Linked DNA regions of Anas platyrhynchos: region 1 is linked to region 2. The links are chromatin contacts, called in public Hi-C maps. All regions are on one chromosome and are shown on one strand. Each heading gives the region's core, a stretch centred on a gene start, on an enhancer-like site or on the middle of the called end of the contact. The rest is flanking DNA. Distances are from core to core; before and after follow the strand shown. Region 1 holds the start of DNAJA2 (DnaJ heat shock protein family (Hsp40) member A2). Region 2 holds the start of SIAH1 (siah E3 ubiquitin protein ligase 1).

What was found. A called contact is a pair of places that touch in the nucleus more often than the background predicts.
Region 1: a Hi-C map of F5 follicle shows a contact between it and region 2, with 2.8 times the contacts expected there. The contact joins the promoter of DNAJA2 here to the promoter of SIAH1 in region 2. A contact is called at or near these places in 3 of 8 Hi-C or Micro-C datasets (F5 follicle, liver and skeletal muscle).

Annotation. Positions count from the first base shown.
Region 1 is chr12:18,978,776-18,984,913 of IASCAAS_PekinDuck_T2T, reverse strand. It overlaps DNAJA2 (DnaJ heat shock protein family (Hsp40) member A2), which reads right to left and starts at 2,414. Exons shown (of 9, transcript XM_038185520.2): 1 at 2,206-2,414. The coding sequence starts at 2,283.
Region 2 is chr12:18,532,485-18,538,011 of IASCAAS_PekinDuck_T2T, reverse strand. SIAH1 (siah E3 ubiquitin protein ligase 1) reads right to left here and starts at 2,117. Exons shown (of 3, transcript XM_072043873.1): 1 at 1,863-2,117.

The DNA of each region.
Region 1 (6,138 bases), core at 1,165-3,664, 450 kb before region 2:
GTCAATCCCCGCATCAATTTTTATTCTTCCTTACCTACTAATAATGGAAAGTTTCAGCTCACATTGAAATACGCGTATGAGTTACAAGTGCAGAACGCACAGATCACTGCTTTTCTTTAATTTCATCATTCCAAAATAGTTGGAGGAGTAAGTACAGCCAGATTTCCAGGGAAGATTTTTCAGTATGCTTTTTTTGACCAGTGTTTTGATTTTCAGGACCATGACTTTCTACAGCAGTAGTTCTGTTTTGTTTTGTTTTTACCTTAGAGGTAAAGGCAAATAACAGGACTTCTACAATTTGAGCTTTTGACAGTAAGGACTGCAACTCTTTCCCCACTCCACCACAACATTCCCCAATATCTGTCCCTTGATTGTTAATAAAAGTGTTTTTATTATTATAATACATATTAATAAAATCTGCTACAGTGCTGCAACTGCAAATAATTGAAACGCACCAATTCTTAAGGGTGTTTTTTTTAATAGCTCTATTCCTGTAGAACTGAGCATCTAAATAAACAAACTCCATAGAACTACAGCTTGAACAGAGCTTTACACACAAAGCTTTATAGAGATCCCAACTTATCATTTTGTACTGGGATAAATCAAAATCCTTTTTTTGTATCTGCAGTTACCTTTTTACTGATTACCTTGAAATATTCTGTATTTACGCATGCAACCAAGAAAAAATTTGATAAGAAAGTAATGAAACAAAACAGAAAATGAACATTACGAGTCAAACATTCTAAAACACAGTAAAAGTAAAGAACAAATTCATAGGTCTTATAGCAGAAATTAACCATCAGTAACAAAGCCTAATCTTCCACAGACTTGAATATTCTGTAATAAAAATGGATTTCCCCCATATTTTAGGAAGTATAATTGTGAAAAAGTACATCTAAACTGAAAACCTACATAATGTTATCTATTCAGCTAAAAATGATTTTTGCATGGTGATCTTGAAAAATATAAAGAGAGCTAATGCCTTGGCTTTTGGCAGCATACTGGTTTAGAGCAATCCTTTAGACTACTCATGGCCCAAAAGCAAGCTACCACTACTTAATCAATCAGAAACAGATCCACAATCAAGGCTTATATGAACACCATACTACAGCTTCAATGGAAATTAGTTTAACTCCTCAGTGTTCAGTCAGACCCTTTTGATCAAGCTATTATATATTTTATTAGTTTTACCTTTTCTATACTTTTATATCTAGGTTAAAATATTAGACGAATAAAGCATCCACACAATCTCTTTGTGACAATAAGAGATGGATGAACTTCTCACCGCTGTGGGCAGCCCAAAACTTTACATGCCAAGACAAGCATAACATACAGCAGTGAACATTGAGATTAGTGAGTGGAGGACTGCTATAAGTTCTTTGTGCTTACAGGAGACCAAAGGCCCTTAGCAGAACTTAGCAAGGAAAAAAAAAAAAAAAAAAAAGATCTACTTGATTGTGTTCAGGAGCTTCTTGCCGCATGCCTTCCACCTCTAAAACTATTTCAACACTACATCTGCCTATCCCTGCACAAACTGGGCTAGCACATGCATGACGGGGGAGTCGGTAATTCCAGCACCACCCAGCAGCCGAAGCAGGTCACTGCTAGTAAACTGCCTCCTTAGTTATCCTCCCTCACGTGTAAACGGTGCTTAATTCCTTCTGGGGAAGAAAAAAAAAAAAAAAAAGAAAAAGGTTTCTGCACCACTGAGCCAAATGGATGCGGTAAACGACGAACCGGCCCCGAGCTCCCTCCGAGCTCCTTTCTTCACCTCACCTTGCCTGAAAACGAGCGGAGCCGTGAGCAGAGCCGGCCCCCACCGAGGCCTACACGTGGGGCAGACAATGGCAGCGGCCCCCACCTGCCGCCGCACGCCCGCTCCTCCCCGAGGAGCTCTCGCCGGCTGCGAGCGCCGCCCCGGAGCCGGGCGGGCAGGCGGGCGGGCGGCGCCGCGGGGGCGAGACGAGCGGGGGCCCCCCGGGCGCCGCGGGGACCTGGCGGGGCCGGGCCGGGCCGCGGGGAGCCCCGCCGGGCCCCGCTCCCTCCTCCCCCCCCGCCGCCCTCCCCCGCGGCCTACCCGGCCCCGGGCCCTCCCCGCCCCCTCCCCGGCCTCACACCGCCGCCCGCAGGCCCCGCCGCCCCCCCCCCCCAGCCCGGGGCCTTCCCTCAGCCCCGGCGGCGCCGCCCGGCCCGGCCCGGCCGCACCTTCTTGAGCTCGTTGTCGGAGGCGCCGGGCGGCACGCCCAGGATGTCGTACAGCTTCGTGTCGGCCACGTTCGCCATGGCGGCAGCGGGCGGCGGCGGGGCCGGAGCGGGCCGAGGGGCGGCGAGGGCGAGCCCGGGAGCAGGACGAGAGCCGCTGCCGACGTCACGCGCACACGCCCCGCGTCACCGCGCCGCGCCGCCGGGAGGGAGGGCGCGAGGGGAGGGGCCGCGGGAGCCCCGCCCCGCCCCGCCCCTGCGGCCCCGCCCCCTCGGCCCACTTCGGGCGCCTGACCCAGTGCCGCCGCCTGGCGCCAGGGGGCGCCGCCGGCACCCGCGGCCGCGGGGCGGGAGGCGGGAGGGGGCCGCGCGGGACGGAGCCCCGCGGGGCGGCGCCTGAGGGGCGTCCTTCGTCTGCAGGCGCGGGGTGCTGGGGCTTCGTCGGTTATAGATAGCGCGGGTGCCCAGCTGCTCGCTGTGCTGGAGGGTTTTGCTCGGCTCCTGCTATCTCAAAAAAGTACCAGGTGCCAGGCCTGGAGTGGCTCAGAGGAACACAGAATCACAGAATTGTCTGGGTTGGAAGAGACCTCAAGAACATCGAGTCCAACCTCTGACCTAACACTAACAGTCCCCGCTAAACCGTATCACTAAGTTCAACATCTAAACATCGTTTAGATTGTTTAGTTGTGCTCAAGCAGTGTTGGTGCCCCAGAGAGACACCACTTCTAGCCAGCAAATAAACAGCCCCGTTGTGCTTCATAGTGCTTAGTCCCTTCACTGTGGCAGCAGCTCGAGCCTCTCCTCACCTGGTGCCCCTCCTCAGGTGCGGCCACCTGGCCACCAGCCCCTCACCAAGCAGTGGCCACCAGAGAGCCCCAGAACCTGTGGGCAGTGCTCGGCTGAGGTGGAGTCGGCTGTGGGCCGGGCCCCTGAGATGGCAGGGGACTGAAAACACTCTTCTGGCTGCTCCCGGGGCGAGCCTAGAGCGTGTCTGGGAGAGGGCACGCAGAAGGACCGGGTGGGTGATGGCAGGCCCTGGGGGGGAGTCTGCTGGGGTGGATAAATGACTTGGCCCGTGAGAGAGAGCACAGAAAAAGTGCTTTGAAGTGATTCATGTGTTTGAGGTATAGAGATCTGAGTAGGCCTTCTGCCTCAGGGGAGCAGATCTGTGCACTTGGAGGCTTCTTTCCTCATCATCTGGAGGCAGACTTCATCTTTAGTTCCTTGCTATAGCTTGTGGTTGCAATGGCTGTGTTGGGAAATGCAGTCTGCTGCTGGTTTCTCTGCTCCTTCCTTGTTTACAGAACCCTAAATTCCATCATTGGGTTTGTTAAGTCTGGCACAATCTAGTTTAGTACGTCATTGTAATATCTGCCTTTGGTATTGTAGGTGTGGCAGCAGTCAAGAACTTCAAAGGGAAATGGAGACTCTCTTTAGAGAGAGGAAAACAGTGACAGGACAGAAAACAGCTACTGGAAAGACAGTCGCATAGACTCTAATTATTAGTCTAGCTCAGAGACATGGAGAAAGAAAGAAAAAAAAATAATAAGAAGAGGTATGTTTCTTCAGTATTTTCAGAAGTTGTCTGCACAGTCTTCAATAAGTGTATGGATTAACATATGTGGCTGATGCTAGTAAGGCTTCAACATTTAGTTTACCCATGTCTTGTACTACCTAAATTCATCTTGTATTTTGGTAAGGCTGTATTTAGACTTGTCAGCTACTTTACAAAATGTCTGACATGTACACCTGCCTTGGTGATTTTCCTTTGTGCTCACTGATTTGTATGATTCTAGATTTTTATTTATTTTTTTTTTGTCATCCAGGATTTTCTTATTAGTGGGCAGTCAGGTAGGAAGAAAAGTTATAAGGCTGTAGAGGGGCACTTTTTTCTGCAAATCAGCCTGATGTGTTTAGGAGCTAAGCAGAATCAGTAGGACTGGAACAAGCAATATTTAAAATACCATAGGGTAGCATGCAATTGTGTCTTTGCATTTAAAAACAAACAAAACAAAAGCAAAAACTGAAGATCAGGAAAGGTAACCTAGCTGAAACCAGTGGGGTACCATTCCTATCTATGTCTGTAGGGATGATGTTCACCAAGTATGATTCAGCCCAGGCTTGTCCGTCCAGTGAGCTGAGCAGCTTGCTCACCGCTCATGCCAGAATGTAAACCAGCGGAATGATGGATAACAGGAATGGGAGGTGAGCTTGGCATATCAGCTTGAGCCCAAGCTAATGAGGCAGTTTAGAAGCAGTGTTTGTATACTTGCTTCTCCTTTGCTAAAAACATCCCTGTTACTACAGTCCTGTTTTATGTCTTACATAGCCAAATGCTAATGCAATATATAGTACAATAAACAATAAGAAAACTCCTCAGGGATGAAACTTTATGTTCTATTTTGAAGTAGAGCTAAAACCCACAAGCTTGGATCATTATTTTTGTATTAAGTCAAAATGTAGTTGAATAGCTTTTACACCCTACTCATGAATTGTATTGATGGAACTTTTTGGGCACACAGCTGAAAAGTTGTCCCCTACTTTTTCTTAACACTTGCACGTTGTGTTTATTTTTCTCTTGTATGTATTATTATTATTACTGTTATTTGTTATTTCTTCATTGATTTCCTCCAGGTAAGTTAATCATTTAGTTTCTAATATTACTTATATTCACATAATGTGATGAAAAGCAGCTATGTTAAAACTACAACAGTTGCCATATGAAGTTTTTGTTTGTTTGTTTGTTTTAAATAGCATATTTCTTAGCTCTTCAAGGTACTGTTTTGGCTTTAGAAAGGCTCCAAAAGGGATCATTTAAACTCAGTTTGTTTCAGACCTTTTTGTGTTATTTGTACAGTACAAGTTGAGTTTCATTTTTCAGGTGAAGCATTTTACAAAGATTTTTTAAAAATCATGTAAGAATTCGTTATGTTTGTCACTGGAGACTCATGTTATAAATGAAGATACAACTTAATCTGAATTTAGTAATATTTATAAAAGGCAAGTAAACAGTGCTGGGTGCGTGGGGAGCCTATGCTCTACCAACACGACACTCACACACAACATCGAACTTTCTAAATATCTAGAACATTGCTTTTACATAATCATAAGAAACCCAAGTACACCTATACACATGTATGACCTATCCCCGCTTGGTATCATAATTAGTATTTTCACAAACTCCTCCTTTTGGCACCTGCAGTGTCTTTCGGTGGTGTTGTTGGGGTCATGGGGATGAAGGCTCACAGTTCGCCCCCATCACTGCTAACAGCCTTTGGTTCCTGCACAGACCTTGTGGGTTCCTGGATCTCGTTCAGACCGCAGGGGCGGCCTCAACTGCCTCCCTCCTCTTCTGCGCATACTGTGCCCTCCACAAGGTTCCTGAAAGCAATAAAATGTGATCGACACCAAGGCATGCGAGGCCGTCTTTCCCCGTGTTTCATTAACCTCTGAAACCACACTAATAATATGATTATCATATAACATTAAACAACAAATATTAATAATTTCAACCAGCAAACCCCCACCAACTTCCATGCCTTAATAGCTGGATAACAAGCAACCCCAGACAGCATGGGGTCTCCTGAATCACCCTTTTGTGTGCCCTCTAAACTCTTTACATTCCCGATGGTCTCATTGTTAAGAGTCTGATGCTATCACCAACCATGGGGCTTGTCAACCCCCATGGCCACACTCCCACATCTCCCCCTTTATTAACATCAACCATCTTCTTGACACGAATTATTACTCCATACATGTATATCATAATCAGAGCTTGGTCTCACCTTAGTGATAAAGTAAACCCCCACCCTTCAAAAACGTACCAAGTTACCTTATATGTTTAACAGTCTTCCTAGACAGATGAGTGTATGAGCAGGCGTCATTGACTCCTATTTAAAACTAGTGCTATACAATCAAATTTAAACAATCATCATA
Region 2 (5,527 bases), core at 868-3,367:
GCAAGGCCCTTGGGTTTATGTTCTGTGATAAAAGGGAGAATCTGCACGTATCAGAGACACACCCAATTTTATAACCAGACTCCTCCAAATACCAGGATCCCCTACCAGAGTTTATACAGCTTCTCACTGCAGAGTATGTAGTATTTGAATCTGCAAGGTAGTTATTATTTTAAATAGAATTTATTAAAATAACAGGTCATATTCATGAATTGTAGCAGAGCTGCAAACTTCCCAGTAAAACAGAAGCATTCAGAACATAAATCAGACCCAGATCTAAAAATAGCATTGGATGCAACTACAAAAAAATCCAGCAAGTAAGGCATTCATAGCAAACACTGCCTGAGAGCTTGCGAAACAGAAGGAAACACTGTCAGAATTAGAAAGACACTGCGTGATTCACTGTTTTTCATGGAACTTTCTCAGGCACTTCCTCTGCTGTTGCAAAAGGCAGTTCAGAAATGCTCTTTCAAAAAAACAGACTATCCTAATATGGCACTGACAGAGAAAGGAAAAACAGCAGCACCAGCATGGAATCCTAGGATTTATTTGTAGCTTTGTTTACTTAAAACCTGATAAAATTAGTTATATTACATAATGCATACCTTAAAATGCAGAGAACAAACTTCTTGCAAGAGCAAACTCTTCAATTTACAAAAAATTCCTGTACTTGTCCTCCTACCAGGAATCAGTGACCAAAGACTTTATCCCGGAAATGCAGATTCTATAAAAAATTAACAGATGGAAGGAGATAACTCTGTACTACTCATTGATAGGAGATGGTTCCTGTTATCTTTCACTCAAAACACTGCTTTTAATCAAGATATTTTTTATTTAATTTATTAGCACGTAAAAGGAGAAAAATTTATCTATTATCAAAGTATTCCCCTCTTGAGTCTGTCATAGGGAAGTACTGGGAAGTTGCGTTTGTCTTACAGAGCCTGTAAACCAGGAGCAGTCAGGCGGGATTAGTACAACGCTTAAATCCTTAACTTCTCTCTGGAAAACACAAAAGAGAATCCTGTGTCCCCAAAACCTATTCCCCAAGCCAACATAATTTGATTAGGTTGAGCTGTGATTTTTTCAGCAAAGAAAGGCTGAGGAGCACAATGTATAATGTAAGAGGAGACCTTAGAGAAAGAACGATTGCCACATATATTCTAACAGCAGCTCCTAAAAATGAAAATGTGTGAGGTCAGAATCCACATATGTGAAAGAAGATATGTTCTTCAAGAAGTGTGTTCAGACATGTACACAGGCTCCAGACAGTTTAAAGGAGCCAATAGCTACCACCAGACCAAACAGAACAAAAAGAGCAGCCATTTCCCCTTTAAACCAAGAACAAATAAACAAAGCCCCCAAATCCTGCTGGCATTCTGTCTACACTTGACCAAGTAATTGTGTGACTTTGAAGTGATTAATCTATTCTTGATTAAGTCCAAGTATGCATATTTATTTTGGAATAAGAACATAATATTTAACATTTTCTAGGCATAGCTCCATCGCTCAGGACAAGAAAAACAACTCCCCAGATCTCTGCCTTCAGTTGTGGCAAACCAACTTTTACCAGTAGAGGTATTAAGACTGAAACCTGTCACCTTTAATACAGATGGCTATGGTGTTTACACAGCGTTCACAGCATTAAATCATAGACATAACAGGAAACACATCTGATTATCTCTTTTATCAATTAAGTAAAAACAGAAGTACAGTTTTGACCTCTGACACCTGTGTGGAGACTGCTCAGCAGGGTAGTCTACCCACAGCTTGCCACCTCAGTTTAGTACTGACATTACTGTATTCCGTCAGGGCTACCAGAGCAGACACAGCATTGACATTTAAGCTTACCTAAAACACATACCTACCTTAGAGCTGCTCTGTGCATGGCTGAGGGTTTTGCAGTTGCTGCCTGGTCCACCACCACCAGGCAGGGGTTTGGCTTGTGCTCTGCCGTCCCCTACCAGCTTCCCAGCAGCCTCTCTCCCCTCAGGGTCTTGCGTTCGCCCTCACCCTGCCTGTTTTGGCTGCAAAACTGGACCAACACACAAAAACCCAGCTCAGCTGCTGCCTAGGCTGCCATATGAGGTTGCAAAGCCTTCTGCTGAGACATGTTGGCCATCGGCCATTTCCCAGCCTTCCTGATTCCTGACGCTCCTTTTCCCTCCCTCTCAACAGCTCACCTGAGGTGAAACAAGATGGGCGCCCTCAGAGGCCTCTCACAGGAGCAGGGCTGCGGTGGTGCTGGTTGTGGGGTGAACGATGCCAGAGCCAGCTGGGGAAAACTTTCATGGCAGTACTGGACATCTGCCTAGACACAGCAGATACTGGGATGTAGTGGGATGAGGAGAATTTACAGAGTAGGCCATTGCTGTGGCAAAGCTTGGCTCTCAGTCACCACTTCCACTCACCATACTGCGTGGTTTTAGGTAGTTGGCTCTTATTTGTGCCCCATTGTCTCCATTTGAAAAATGGGAATTATTATGCTGACCATCTGTGTGGAACATTTTGGGCGATAAGCAAAAATAAGTAAATAAATAAACCTTGCAATTCTGTAATTCTTCACATCTTAGCCCATTTTTTCCCCTTGTTTTCCACCCATTAAAATCTAAGCATTCTCTCAGATCTGTCTATAAAAAAAAATTGGAGTTACATAGTAATATTTACTCTACAGAATGACCCTCTGCATGCTCATTCTCTGTGTTAAACAAAAGGTCATTTACAATTACTTTGTTAACTTATCATTATTTTTTTTTCATAGGCAAAAAGAACACATGGGCATTTGCTATATAGCCAGTGAGTTACCTGCTGCCAGCAGGTACTCAAACAGCAAACTTGCAAGTGGACCTATATGATGCTTCCGTGTTAATGTGTAGCAAGAACCCTGACTTTGCTCCGTTCATTTCTGTAAGTCTCTTCCTAGAGATTTTACCTACTCATATTATGGTTTTCATCTTAACTTTTTTTTATCAAAGAACAGCTTTCACAGATACCACAATATTTTGACAGCTTTTTTTTTTTTTTTTTTTTTTTTTCCATACAAGTTTCCATTAGGAGATACACTAGTATTTTGCAGTAAATACAAGTCTACTTCATATTTTCAAACTGATTTACATTTTCCTCTTAGGTATAGTCAACTCTGTTTTCCAAGATGATGGGAAAGATGCCTGGAACACACAAAACATTAATGCTGGTAGGAAAAAAAATGCCCAGATACCAAATTATAGGGGACACTGGGAAGCACTGTGCAAGGACACTTGATGGAATTAGCTCAGGTTCAGCTGGAATGACAAGTTCAGGCTCACCATCGGTGTATTACTTGCTTGCAAAACCGCATCACCTAATGTACACTTCTTTTGCCAGCACAGAACCCAGCAATACATGTATATCTGAAGTGTGAGCTATCTAGGATCTGGAACATTGCAGGAAGCAGAGAGCTCCAAGATCATTATTTAGGATTATGGTGGTCCCGGACTGACACATCCAGAGCACAACAGATATCTGAATTGCAATTCTCTCTCTACACAAGGATCACAACACAGCTAAACCACAGTTACATGTTAGTTATCACACAGACAACTACTTGAATGTACTCAAGTGATTGCGATATTTTATTATTTTACTATTGAGCTGGGCAATCACACATTGTGGTGTGTTTTTTATTTATTTTTTAAAAATATTTTGCTGGTAAACTCAGGGCTGTTCTGCCAGGTAATTACACCTACCTGGAATTATAAATGTCTTAGCCTGGACAACAAGGAAGTTCTGAGCAGGATCAAAAAACATTCCTTTCAGTGGAAATATCAGTAAATTGAAAGCTGTATTAGCAATAAGTACCACCTCTGAAAATTAGTTTATTCTAGGCATCAGGAACATTCCAGGTACATTCAGACTTATGGACATCACACTTGGACTTTACCTTCTCCTTTGATCATTCCACTCTGGGTACTTTGTACAGTTGATAAAGGAATGTCACAGGCCAACTTCCATGTGTAAGGAAAGCATATTTTCTTTGCCATAAAAAATTCTAAGAAAAAAACAAAACACACAAAAACAACAAAAAATGTTCTGGTGCATTTTTAATTATGTTAGATTGAAGAAGGCTTTCCAGGCTGCTCTTCACGCAGGGCTAGTTCTGTTGTGCACTGAAATAGAGGATTTTATGGCTGTTTATATTTCCAGCAAGTAAGTGAAACCTAAGTACACGTGAAAATAAAACTGAAAGACACTGATGGTTTTGTTCTAAGTGTGAGATGCAACCCTAGGTATTGCTCTGTCATACAGCATAGCATTACAGAAGTTCCATCCATTTTGTTCTAGGAAAATTCAAACCACACCGACCATGGTTGTCACTTTCCCCGTTAGCAGAGAAGCAAAGAACTCGAAGGCACAACAGAACCTTAGAAAAAGGATGGGGGAAGGGCAGCAAAGAACCTTTGGCCATCAATAGGCTTCTGCTATCAAATTCAGTCTTTTTTTCATTAATCAGTCTGTACTCCATCTGGGAAAAATGGTAAGATCACAGGTTTTAGATAGCTACTCTTCCCAGCTAGGTTTCTTGTGTCATACAAAAGTAATCAGCTACTACTCCACTGCGCACTTGATACTACATCCCTCTTTAATTCCTTTCACATTGGATGTTTAGAACAGAAATGAACAGCACGTTTGCATTTACTGGCATTGGTGTAGCCCTTGAATTTATTGCCATTTAGTGAAGACTCTACATATTCCATCAAACCTCCCATACTGGATAGCAGTCAACGTGGTATTTATCTTTTGCTACCTCTGCAGTACTTTGCAATACTTCAATTTTCTTCTTCCTTCCTTGTGACAAAAACTGAAAACAAAACCATATTTCTTTATTTGTATCTGTGTATGCTACAGTTTTTTTTTTTTTTTTTTTTTTTTTTCAGTTGTGAATATACTGATAAACAAAGGAGGTACAGGATAGTTTGTATAGGTTTTGGCCCATTTTCTTTATTCTCCAGATAACTTCTAGAACAGATGCTTAGGTATTAGATGACCCTATATCTCTGTGTCTCATGCCAACATAGAACTAAGAATTATCAGACTCACTATTACTGTCCTCCTCAGGATCCTATCCCTCCAGAAGATAAGCCCATATCTGAACACACAGGACTTAGTAGGTGAGCCACTGCTTCTTTGCAAAGATGTGCTGGTCAGAATAATTTTGCCCACCTGACGCATGAATCATCCCCTCAACCACTCAGGAAAAAAATTTAAGCTTTGCCCATTTGGGTGTACAACCATGTTCAAATAATTTACTCATCCTCATTATTTTTTTTTGAGATGCTGCAAAAATTGTTCCTAATGTTTTTAGTTTGCTCTTGCTGCTACTCCTGTTGAGGGAACAACAGGACTGCCTTCTATTTCTGACCTCATAATGCATATGAAAGGGCCATCAAAGATGGAGAGACTTTCAACACCTGATCAGTATTTCCCAACTCTTTTACACCCAAGAAAAGTGATTTCAGAACTTAGCACACTACTGAAGAAAAAATCACTATTCATA